Regions from separate parts of the Mus musculus genome. Here region 1 is linked to region 2. A link is a contact called in public Hi-C data. All regions are on one chromosome and are shown on one strand. The core of a region is the stretch at or near the end of the contact, and the rest is flanking DNA. Distances in the headings are between cores, read along the strand shown.

Region 1 (5,781 bases), core at 1,853-4,352, 240 kb before region 2:
AATAAATGGCTGCAGGTACCTTCCATGTGAACAGAAAATGAAAGATCAGGAAAGGTCTGCTAGGATTTAGAGAAGAATTCAAGGATATGAACAGGGATGCTGTTGAAGTGTACTCAGGGCCATGAAAATGACAACAAATGGAGTTAATTAGAGGAGACAATATCTAATTTAAATCAACAACAAACTCTTACATCCAGGCTGACAGCACAGGCCTCTAATCCCAGCTACTTCGGAGACTGAAGCAGAAGGATCATGAGTTCAAGGCCTACCCAGGTAACTTAGTGAGACAATGTCGCAAAATAAAAAATAAAATAAAAGAACTGGGGGGGGGGGGGTGCAGCTCAGTGAAGGAGTATATTCTAATCACGTGCATGGCCCTGGGTTCTGTCCTAGCATGAAAGAAAGTTGGGGATGGGGCGGGGGAGGAACAACAAACAAACTGCAGTATAAAGCCTGGAGTTCAAAGTGTGTTAAAATGGGGCACTTTTCCACAGCTATCGCATAATTCTTGACCATTTAAATTTTTTTCATAATGCATATACAAATGAAATATCCTAGAATTTTATCTCTTTACACGTGAATAATCAACTTTCTAGAAAAATCTTAATTGTTTTAGAGTAGGGATTATAAAACAGCTATCTCTTGGAAATATAACCAAGTCTGTGAGAAAGTTATCTAATATAAACGTTTTCTATAGAAACAACGAGAATGAACCCTGTAAAGGCTCTATGTGGCTATAGCTCTCAACCTGCCTAAATCTGTGACCCTTTAATGCAGTTCCTCACGTTATGGTGACCCTCAACCATAAAATTATTTTGTTGATATTGCGTAACTGTGATTTTGCTGCTGTTACAATTCATAATGTAACTATCTGATAAGCAGGATAGGTTGTGACCCACAGGTTGAGAATCACTGCTCTACAGAGTTTGCTGGCCAGTGAATATTCTGGGTATAAATGAGATAAATAGGTAAAAGCCAAGTTTGGTATCTTTTCCTGAGACTTTAATTTTTAAGCTTATGGAACAATAAATCTGTTTTTATATTTAAATAAGCAGTTATATTTTGGAGTCCGGTATACCTTCTAAAAACTATTAAGAGAATATATAAATATTTTTAAATATGTCATGCATCCAAGATAAACTATCCTACACCATAACCTTAAATTTAAAAATTTTAGTAACAACACTTAAGAAGTAACTTACAAGCCAGGAATGGTGGCAAGTTTGGCCTTTAATCTCAGAGTTGGAGGAGGCTGAGGCAGGCAAATCTCTGTGAGTTCAAGGCCAGACTGGTCTATATGGTAAGTTCAAGGCCAGCTGGGGTTATATGGTAAGACCTTATCCCAAATAAAAAAAAATAAGTACAGTCAAAGAATACAATATAGATTCAATACTGTTCTCTACTTATGCACACTGCTTCCGAGATAACGCTGGATTAAAATATGTAAGGGAATGTATTACATTCACATGGATATCTGTATTTTGTGTTTTGGCAAGAATAATTTAATTTGGTTGTCAGGACTCTTTAGCAGTGATCTAGCCATGAGGCTTATCTAGCCATAAGCCATGTTTTCAGTAACTTGAAGAGAGGAGAACAGGCAAATAAACCTTACTTTCCTCGTCTGTACAGTCGTGTCTCACCAATTCTTAGTGTTATGGGATGACACATAAGGGTTTATGCCCATGAATCCAGCACTGGGCTATCCCCACCATCATTCACAGTACTGCTAAATGTCACCCATATGCCAGGCACTGCACTGGGTTTTTGAGTGGAACTATATGTACACTGCCTTAAAGCTTCTATCAATAGATATCATTCAGACCCAACCAGCAGGCTCAGAGAGCCTGGGTGCTCTGCCCACTGGCAGAGAACACACAGAAGCAGCACACATGAGCAGGGTCTCCCAGAATGCAGAGCCCTCAGCTTTACAGCCATCTACTGAACCATATACTCTATCAGACAGGAAATGAAAAGGAATGAATTTTAAAGGCGAACAGTGTTGAAAGCAGACAAGTTAGAAGCAGCAAGGATGTAGACACAGCAGGATACCAAGTAAAAGCAGCAACTGAGACTAAGGTAAAGGTCAACTCTTCATGAGCATCAGGCCAGAGTGAACAGAGTGAGAGTGAACAGGCTGAACCAACAGCAGTCCCAGAACACTTTCTGTAAATTACACTTTCAGAGACTGATTCTTAAGCTCTCTTTACCTAAATATGTCATCCCCAGGAACCAAATCCACCTTGGGTTGCTGGTTTGAACCCTCTGGAAGCCTGGAATTCATGCAAAGTCTTCCATGAGCAGTTTTATTAGAGAAGACTCCATGCCTTCTTCCATCACGTAGACTAACATGCAATTCTAACGCAGTTCAGTCATTCCTCTGGTATGTTCCCAACTTGTGGGCTTCTTAAAGGCATTTGGAATGCAGCATGCTTAGGTTGAGCTGCTTGCTTGTGTCTGTGTGTGTTGCACAGTTGCTTGTCTAGGCAGAAGAGTTCTTGCTTAACATGCAAAGGCTCTGGGTACTTTTTTCAAGTTGCCAAAAACAAAAAACAAGAATGTTCTCAAACCCCAAAGGCTGGTTGTTATCAGACCTAGAGGAGGTCACCTGGAGGCAGAGTCAAGAAATGTCTCTCTAAACTAAGAAAGGAACTGGCTTAGCCTCTTGCTTGCCACGTTATCTTCAGATCTCAAACACCAAGTAGGAACTGTTACCTGCTGCTTACTCACAGTGCTTTCCTGGAAGCCTGCTCTAAAGGAAGGCAAAGGCAACCACAGCCATGCCTTCAGCCGCCCTGTTACTGTGAGACCCACAGGAGAGCAAGAGTACATGGTCCCACCTGTCCTTGTAGGATTACAGTTCCATTAAGGAAAGGTTATTTCCATAAAACTGAGAAGAAAGACATTGATGGGAAACTCTAGTTTCCTGCAGTGGGATCCACCTCTGAACAACAGAACTGCGACAGGATGCTGCCATGGCCCATGCCCTGTCCTGGGGGCCAGCCAGGTAAAAATTCCCCTCACCAGCATGAGGTCAGATTGTGGTGAGGAGGGCCAGCCAGTGTGTCAGACAGGCTGGCTAGAAGCAGAGAGTCACTCTGGGCCACTCTGTGGTTCGACTCAAAGTCAAATGCAGAGTCTGAGCCAGTCTCACGAACATGACCCAGGATAATACATCTGATATCAAAATCCCTATCAAGCTTTGGAGCTTCATCAGTTTTCCAGTGTGTCACACAGAGAAAAACGTGTTTCAGCTCCTTTACCTCTGTGTTAGCTATGGTCCGGGTGTCTGTGTGTGTGTTGGGGGTGCGGTATCAAGAGCTACAATCCCAACCAAATGGGGGTGGGAGGAAAATAAAAGCCATCAGCACAAGTGACCTTCCATTCAGAATATCCTAACGGTTGGGTTCTGTTAGCTTTGGGATGCTAGGTCCTGAGCTTGTCAAAGCAATCAAACGAACCATAGAACGGATGCACACAACGTGGCCGTGGTTTAGAAAATATAGGAAGTGGGATTTTGGATGAGGTGAATTATTTGGAGAATGAAAGCACACTTTAGGCAATCATTTGGCCTCTTGGCTGGGCCCTGTACCTGTGAGGTGCCTCATGGGGAGGACCCTCATGAAGGGACCGCAGGACTAGCAGCATAATTCACAATTCATCAATAATCATTCAAAAAGAGGTAGTTTTAAATATTTGACCCGCCGGGCATGGTGGCGCACGCCTTTAATCCCAGCACTCAGGAGGCAGAGGCAGGTGGATTTCTGAGTTCGAGGTCAGTCTGGTCTACAGAGTGAGTTCCAGGACAGCCAGGGCTATACAGAGAAACCCTGTCTCAAAAACAAACAAACAAAACAAAACAAAACAAACAAACAAACAAACAAATATATATATATTTGACCTGATTGGAAGTAAATACAGTTCTATACTGGAAACTAGTCTTGTGCCTTCTCTGACGGAAAAATAGCAAGTTAGAATTAAGCTACCAGGATTAAAGAGCAACAGGAACTACAGCTAATTATAACAGCACTGTGTCCAGGAAATGAGCAGTCAGACACCAGCATACCAATAAGCAGCTTAACAACTACACAGTTAGAGTGCAAACAGTGGCAGCATACAACTGTGATCCATCACTCCAGAGACGGAGGCAGGAGAATTTTGAGTTTGAGTCCAGCCTGGGCAACAGAGCAAGAATATGTCTCAGAGTAAATAAAAGGCTAGATGTAGAATTAAGAATTAAAATGTATACACTTGGGTCCACCAATCCCACTATATATGTGTGTGTGTATATATATATGTATATATATGTGTGTGTGTGTGTGTGTGTATATATATATATATATTCTAGAAAATATAACGTAGAGACAGAAAACCAAATAAACTAAAGGGTTATTTTGAGAAATAGGGAAGAAGAGAAGCCTGGACAAAAACCATACCTTTCACATTACTAACCTTACCCTCCCCACCAAAAAAGTAAAATAAAATTGCAAGCCAGATTCAAAATCCACAGCAAATTTATGTTAAAAACAAAAGCTAGCTTAGTTTACTTAAATATATAAGATTAATATTTTAAAGGCTGGAGACAAAGCCCAGCAGTTAAGAGTACATATTTCTCTTTCAAAGCACCCCAGTTTAGTTCCCCAAATCCATCCAGGATAACTAATCGCTACCTGCAACTCAAGCTCCAGGGAAGATCTGGTGTTCTTCTTCTGGCCTCCACAGGCATGTGTACTCACAAGCTCAAACCCACAGACAGATACACACACACGTGATAAAACTCATTAAATAAATAACCTTAAAATATCATTTTGATGGGCTGGGGATGTAGCTCAGATGGGACAGTGCTTGCCTAGTTTGCATGAAGCCTTGGGTTTGATGCCCAGCACCACATAAGCTAAGCATACAAAGAAAGCACCTGCAATTCCTGTACCTTGGAGATGAAGGCAGGTGTGTCACAAGCTTAAAATCATTCTCAGCTACTCAGAGAGTATGAGGCCATTCTGGGTCACATGAAATCCTGTCTTTAAAACATATGTGTGTGTACATATGTGTGTTTGTGTGTATGTGTGTGTACATATTAATGCTCATTTACCATTTCTAGAAAAACCCAAATTTCATCAAATGAAATACAAACCTGTGCTTTGATGATTCGCTAGATATATTACATTTTCTTTATTTTTTGGCAAATCTCCATATAGCAATATCTAAAAGAGAAAACAAAAAGAATCATGACTTTGACAATTAAAAAAAAAAAAAGAATGTGAAAGGAAACAGACAAGGACACAATGTAACTAGCTCTATCCATGACTAACAAACATCAGAGTTCTCTTGGGAGCCCCACACACTATAAATAGCTCATACTTATAAAGTACTTAAATGTAGGACAGGTTAATGATCATAAAGTAAGACAGAATGATTGATATCCCTGTAAGAAAAATCCACAAGAAGTTATTGATCACTAATAATATATAAGGCTCTACAGTCCAGCGGAAGAGATGGACATATACATAATAACATAATGGGAAATAACGCAAATATTATGAACATACTCTATATTTTAAGGATTTGTAAAATGGAGAGCTACTGTGTCCGTTGGATATATTTTAGCAAATGAGAGGAAAGGGTTTCTGAGCATAAGACCAAATGAAAGCTGTGTGCTGGAGTCTTGTGTTAGTCCACTTGTGTGCTGAACAAAAATGCAGGCTAAGGAGCCAGGGGAGTACAACAGGGAGGCCAGAGGTCCCTGTGAGCTGGAACATCAAGTCAGGGTCACTACATCATGTG
Region 2 (5,115 bases), core at 220-2,719:
GCCAGTGCTCTGAGCCATCTCTCCGTCCTGCATAAATATGTTTTCATGGTCTTGCTTTGACTTTGATAGTGTACGATAATAATTATTCTGTGCATAGCCCAGTCTCTCCTCTCATTCCTACCTCATTTCCTCTCTTCTCCACACCCTCCTCCTCTTAACTGACCCTCTGTAGCTATAATCTATCCTGTTGATCCTCACGGACACAGGCCCATCCTTTCTATCTAATCTCACTCACTACTTCCCCAGTCGATCTAGCTCATCCCTGTCCTTATGGCCCACCTTAGTGTCTCTACACCTACCAGCCCTTATGGCCCACCTTAGTGTCTCCACATCTACCAGCCTATCTCCCTGTCCTTATGGTCCACCTTAGAATCTCCACATATACAGCCTACCTCAGCTTCACCATCTCTAAACAGTTACTGAAGTTACAGGAATGACTTGTAATAATAATAATAATAATAATAATAATAATAATATTTACAAAATTACAATGTTTGCAGCAAGCCTCTCTGGCAGTTGTGGCTGCTGCCATCTGTCTATAGATAGTTCACAACACTCACAATCCACTAGGAAGGAATGACACTTCCATCTTCCTACAAACCAGTCCCACTTGAGCATGTATATATTTCAAGTGAAAGAATACAAACTATAAATCCAGGCATGGTGCTTCACGCTTTTAATCCCAGCACTCAGGCAGAGGTAGAGTGAGTTCATAGTCAACCTGGTCTACAGAGCAAGTTCCAGGTCAGCCAGAGTTACGTAATGAGACCCTACCTTAAAAGAGGAATGGACTTTTAGAAAGAACAATAAGACAAGAGAGGTAAATAAAAAGAATACAAGTAGCATAGGAAGAAGTCAGTGTTCTTATTTCTAGAAGATATTATCTATTAAGGAACCATAAAGCCTCCAGCATAAATGCCCTGATAAACATGTTAGCAAAGTGACAGATACAAAATCAACATAAAAACCAAATAAGTAACTTTCCTACATACCACCAATGCTTTGAGAAAGATCAGGCAGACAACCCCAGTTATGAGAGACCATCACACAGAGTTCTGGTCTCCCTGCGGACATTTTGCTATGCTTAAGAGCTGACCTCCTGCCCCTGCAGGTTCTATCTAAGGAAAGAGGTATTGAAGGAAGTGTCACAAATAGGTCACCCAAACAATAGGTTTCAGGAGCAAGAGAGTACCCAAGGGACCACTGAAGATTGACAGTAACAGAGTAGGCACAACAGGGCCCTGAGATAATAACTAAGCAATGTTTAGGGAATAAAACAGGTTTTGTCATCTGGGTTAAACGACAGAACAAGTGCACGATTTTCTCTTCGTCCACCAGATCCCAATAAAATAACAGTAAAAGAAAACAAATGGGACATAAACTAATGAAAACAAGGAGTGGGTAAGAGCTGCCTGCAGAACTGGAAAGTAACCAACCAAACAAACAAAAGGAAGTCCAGGCCTAGCAGAGGTGCAGAAGTCAAGGACTCCAGGTCCTCCCCAGCGGGAGTGGGGAGCACAAGAGAGAGGAGCAGGTGAGCATGTCTGGACATGGGTGCCTAGAAACACCCACTCTCCTAACACCAGGGTGGAATTCTTATGTCCATGTGAGATAACTAGAAGCCAAGAGCTTTGGACATTGGGATGGCAGGCAGCACAGGAGGAAGGGAAAAAGCTCTATGTGACAGGAACTGTATCCATGGTGGACACAAGATCCAACTACCTACTTCCTATCAGAACTGCAAGCAGAAGCCACTGGCTTGTACAGTGGTATAAAAAGAAAGAACATTTGTGAGCAAAAGATGCATACACGTTGCCTGTGGGAGCAGGGTACTCTGAGGGGGACTGGTTAAAGACAAATTTCCTGTGGCTGGAGAGACGGCTGGCTGTTAGTGCAGTGCTGCTCTTGCAAAAGACCTGGATTAGTCACTGGGTGACTCATAATCATCTATAGTGTAACTGTACAGTTCCGGGGATGATGCACTGTTCTGGCCTCTGTGGGCACCGTATGCACACGGTACACATATATGGGCTGACTACCTTCTACCCTGTGATAGTTACTATGAACTAACAGCTCAGCACCCAGGAGACAGGCTCCTAGGCATGTCTGTAAAGGACTGTCTAGAGTAAGGCAAGAATATCTTGCCTTGGATGAAACCATTCACTGAGAAAGAGATCCTGGACTGCATAAAACAGGGAGGAGCAGAGCTGAGTACTATTAACACATGTACATTCAATGTTCCCTGCTCTTGACCATGGATGGAACAGAACCAATTCTCTCATCCACCTGCTGCAGTGACATGACTGCCATGATGCTATAACCTGGAATTGTGAGTCCAATAAGCATTTTGCTTGTGCGTGTGTTGTGTGTGTTCCTGTGTGCTCATGCATATACTCTCATACAATCAAGCACTATTTGATCAGAAAAAGGAAGCAAATAAAAGGGACAACAGAACAGATTTTGCTAAGAAGCAGCTTCAGGCATTGCCAAACTATATAGCTGCATTTATACAAAAATACCCAGAACTGGAAAACTATAAAGGCAGGAAGTGAATAAACAGCTGCTGAGGCTTCAGACGTGGGAGTGAGAGCTAAAGGGTGCAGGCTTCAACTCCAGGTACAAAATACTTTAAAATTGTGGAGATGGCTGTACAACTCTTTGAGTATGTTTAAAAGCAGTAAATTGTATAGTTTAACTGAGAAAATTATATGGTATGTAAATTAGAACTTACGAAAGGCTGCTATGTATCCACTCTTAATTGCTAAATTCAGATGATGGACAAATCCCAAGTGTGGGTGAAGGCATGGAACAAAAGAACACTCACACTGCTAGAGGAACATAAAACCATGCAGCCACCTTGTTTGGGTGATAAACCACGAGAAATGAAAACACAGAAAGGCACAAACACAAATCTCCATAACAACTTCATTCATAGTAACCAAAAATGGGAAACCGTTCACATTTCCACCACTGGCAAATGCACTGTGGTATGCACATGCAATGGATACTACTTGGCTAGACAAAGGAAACTATTACTGCATGAAACATGAAGAAATCTCTAAACTATCATTCAAGTGGAGGAAGCCAAACAGTCCATGCGAGAAGAGTCCATCTGCCTGAAATCCTACATCAAGGAATGAACTGCCTACAGAATCCAGATCACAGGCTGCTCCAGGCTGAAGGATGGGGAGAAAGGTGCTGACTTCAAAGGGGCGGGCGGTGTTACTCTGGCATATAAAACCCCAGTCTTTTGACTTTGGTGATTATGAGATAACAAACCAATCTATAAACTCAAAGGGGACATTTAAAGACAGTGTCTGGCATCGTACCCCAGGTTGTTTGGAACAAGCCAGAAGGCCTAAGCTGGCCTTAAACTCTGTGATCCTCCTGTCTCAGCCTCCCAGATCCTAGTGTTACAGACATGAGCCACCACACTTGATTTAAGCCACACTTTTACAAAGCTGCTTTTAAGAAAGGCCCACATTTAAGCCTACAGAAGCCCACAGCTTCAGAATGGTCCTACCAGGAGAGCTGGATGCACTGACTCGCGCTGACGACCCCAACACTGGGGAGGCAGAGGCACAAAGACTGCTGAAGGCCAGCCTGAGATACAGTTAGATGGTGAGAGGAGAGAAGGTGGGAGATGATAGGAGAGAAAGGGAGAAAGAAAACAAGAAAGCCCAGTGAGAACGGTGAGAAAGGAGCAGGAGTTAAGTGTATCGTATGTGCCTCTTTTCTAGCACAGTTACGAGTTTAACAGAGTAGTTCGTACCAACTTGTTCTACTGAAGAGCAAAAGGAGATGGTTGGGACTCATCTGAACAGAGAACGACTGAATCTGAGGATCCCGATTACCACGTTAAGAATATCCCAGCCACCATAAGCACAAGGTCAGATAGTATGGACTGCCCGCACCAGTTCTGGTGTGTAAGCACTACCACCTTCCTTCTGGGTTACAAAAGTTGTTTAACTCACAGACCATCAGCCCAAGTTCATTAAATTACCAATCATCTTTTGTAGGTAAGAGTTTGGGGAAAGCCTTGGTTCATACTAGTTAGAGAAGACGCATTTTGTCCCACTTTAAAACAAGCATCTTAACAATTCACTGATCAGTGACAGGACACAAAGGCTCAGATCCAGGATTGTGTTAGTCCCCACATGAAAGGAAACACGATGCCAGCAACATATATTTAGGCAAGGAACTTGCATGTTCACACAGGCGAACAGGTAAGAAGTACCCATAAAACCTCACACTGAGGGCTGTAGAGATGGCTCAGTGGTTAAGAGCACTGATTGCTCTTCCAGAGGTTCTGAGTTCAATTCTCAGCACCCACATGGTGGCTCACAACCATCTGTAATGGGATCAGATGCCCTCTTCTGATGTGTCTGAAGACAGATACAGAACTCATATACATAAAATAAATAAGTAAATCTTTAAGAAAAAAAAACTTATACTGAGCTAGGCATGGTTATACACATTTCTAATCTCAGCATGTTGGAAGCAGAGGCAGGTAGATCTCTTTGAGCTCCAGGCCAATATGATCTGTATAGCGAGTTGCAAGTTGCCTCGGGCTATAATATGAGACCTTGTCTCAAAATCAAGGCAAAAAGACCCCAAAACAAAACAAAAAGCAACAAAAAACAAACAAACAACCCAAGGCTAAAGAGAAGGCTCAGTAGTTAAATGTTTTTCCAGAGGACTGAGTTCAATTCCTGGAATGTATGTCAGGCAGGTCACGACCAGCTTTAAATCCAACTCCAAGGAGATATGATGGTTCTGGCCTCCTTGGGTAACTCATGTGCACATACCCACACAGACACATAATTAACAGCGATAAAACAAACGGCACTAATAGCAGAAAGCCTCACATTTATCCAGCACTCTATGAGTAACAGAAATTGCTTCCTATGAGAGAGACTTCTACAGTTCAGAAATGCATAACATTAGTGCCCCATCTAGTGGCTAAGGGAAAAATGTTTCAAGGCAGCCCTGACAACAGACCCAGCTCTAGCCACTTCAGAGCCCAGGGAGGCGGCACTTGGACCCCTGTCATTTCCCATGTCCTCAGCTGGGCCAGCCCTGTTACTCCTTCACCTCCACCAAACTGTTGCCCTT

What was found. A called contact is a pair of places that touch in the nucleus more often than the background predicts.
Region 1: a Hi-C map of Th1 cells shows a contact between it and region 2, with 3 times the contacts expected there. The contact joins two enhancer-like sites. A contact is called at or near these places in 12 of 39 promoter capture datasets (the C10 cell line, the HPC-7 cell line, cranial neural crest and 8 more), 1 of 15 datasets of contacts at CTCF or cohesin (the NIH/3T3 cell line), 3 of 484 Hi-C or Micro-C datasets (Th1 cells, bone marrow-derived macrophages and cortical neurons), 5 of 115 datasets of contacts at active chromatin or transcription factors (the 230-238 cell line, the HPC-7 cell line, embryonic stem cells and 1 more) and 2 of 9 other capture datasets (adipose tissue and pancreatic islet).

Annotation. Positions count from the first base shown.
Region 1 is chr8:18,860,897-18,866,677 of GRCm38.p6, reverse strand. It overlaps Agpat5 (1-acylglycerol-3-phosphate O-acyltransferase 5 (lysophosphatidic acid acyltransferase, epsilon)), which reads right to left. Exons shown (of 8, transcript NM_026792.3): 2 at 5,132-5,201. Among named protein-coding and RNA genes, the nearest start is that of Agpat5, 18 kb to the right of the region's middle. Within about 2 kb of position 3,102, at least 25 of the 459 cell types and tissues checked have an H3K27ac peak or open chromatin away from gene starts, as enhancers often do. A contact at or near this core is called in Th1 cells, where this site is marked.
Region 2 is chr8:18,616,130-18,621,244 of GRCm38.p6, reverse strand. All of the region lies in intron 3 of Mcph1 (microcephaly, primary autosomal recessive 1), which reads right to left. Among named protein-coding and RNA genes, the nearest start is that of Gm25763, 4.6 kb to the right of the region's middle. Within about 2 kb of position 1,469, at least 122 of the 459 cell types and tissues checked have an H3K27ac peak or open chromatin away from gene starts, as enhancers often do. A contact at or near this core is called in Th1 cells, where this site is marked.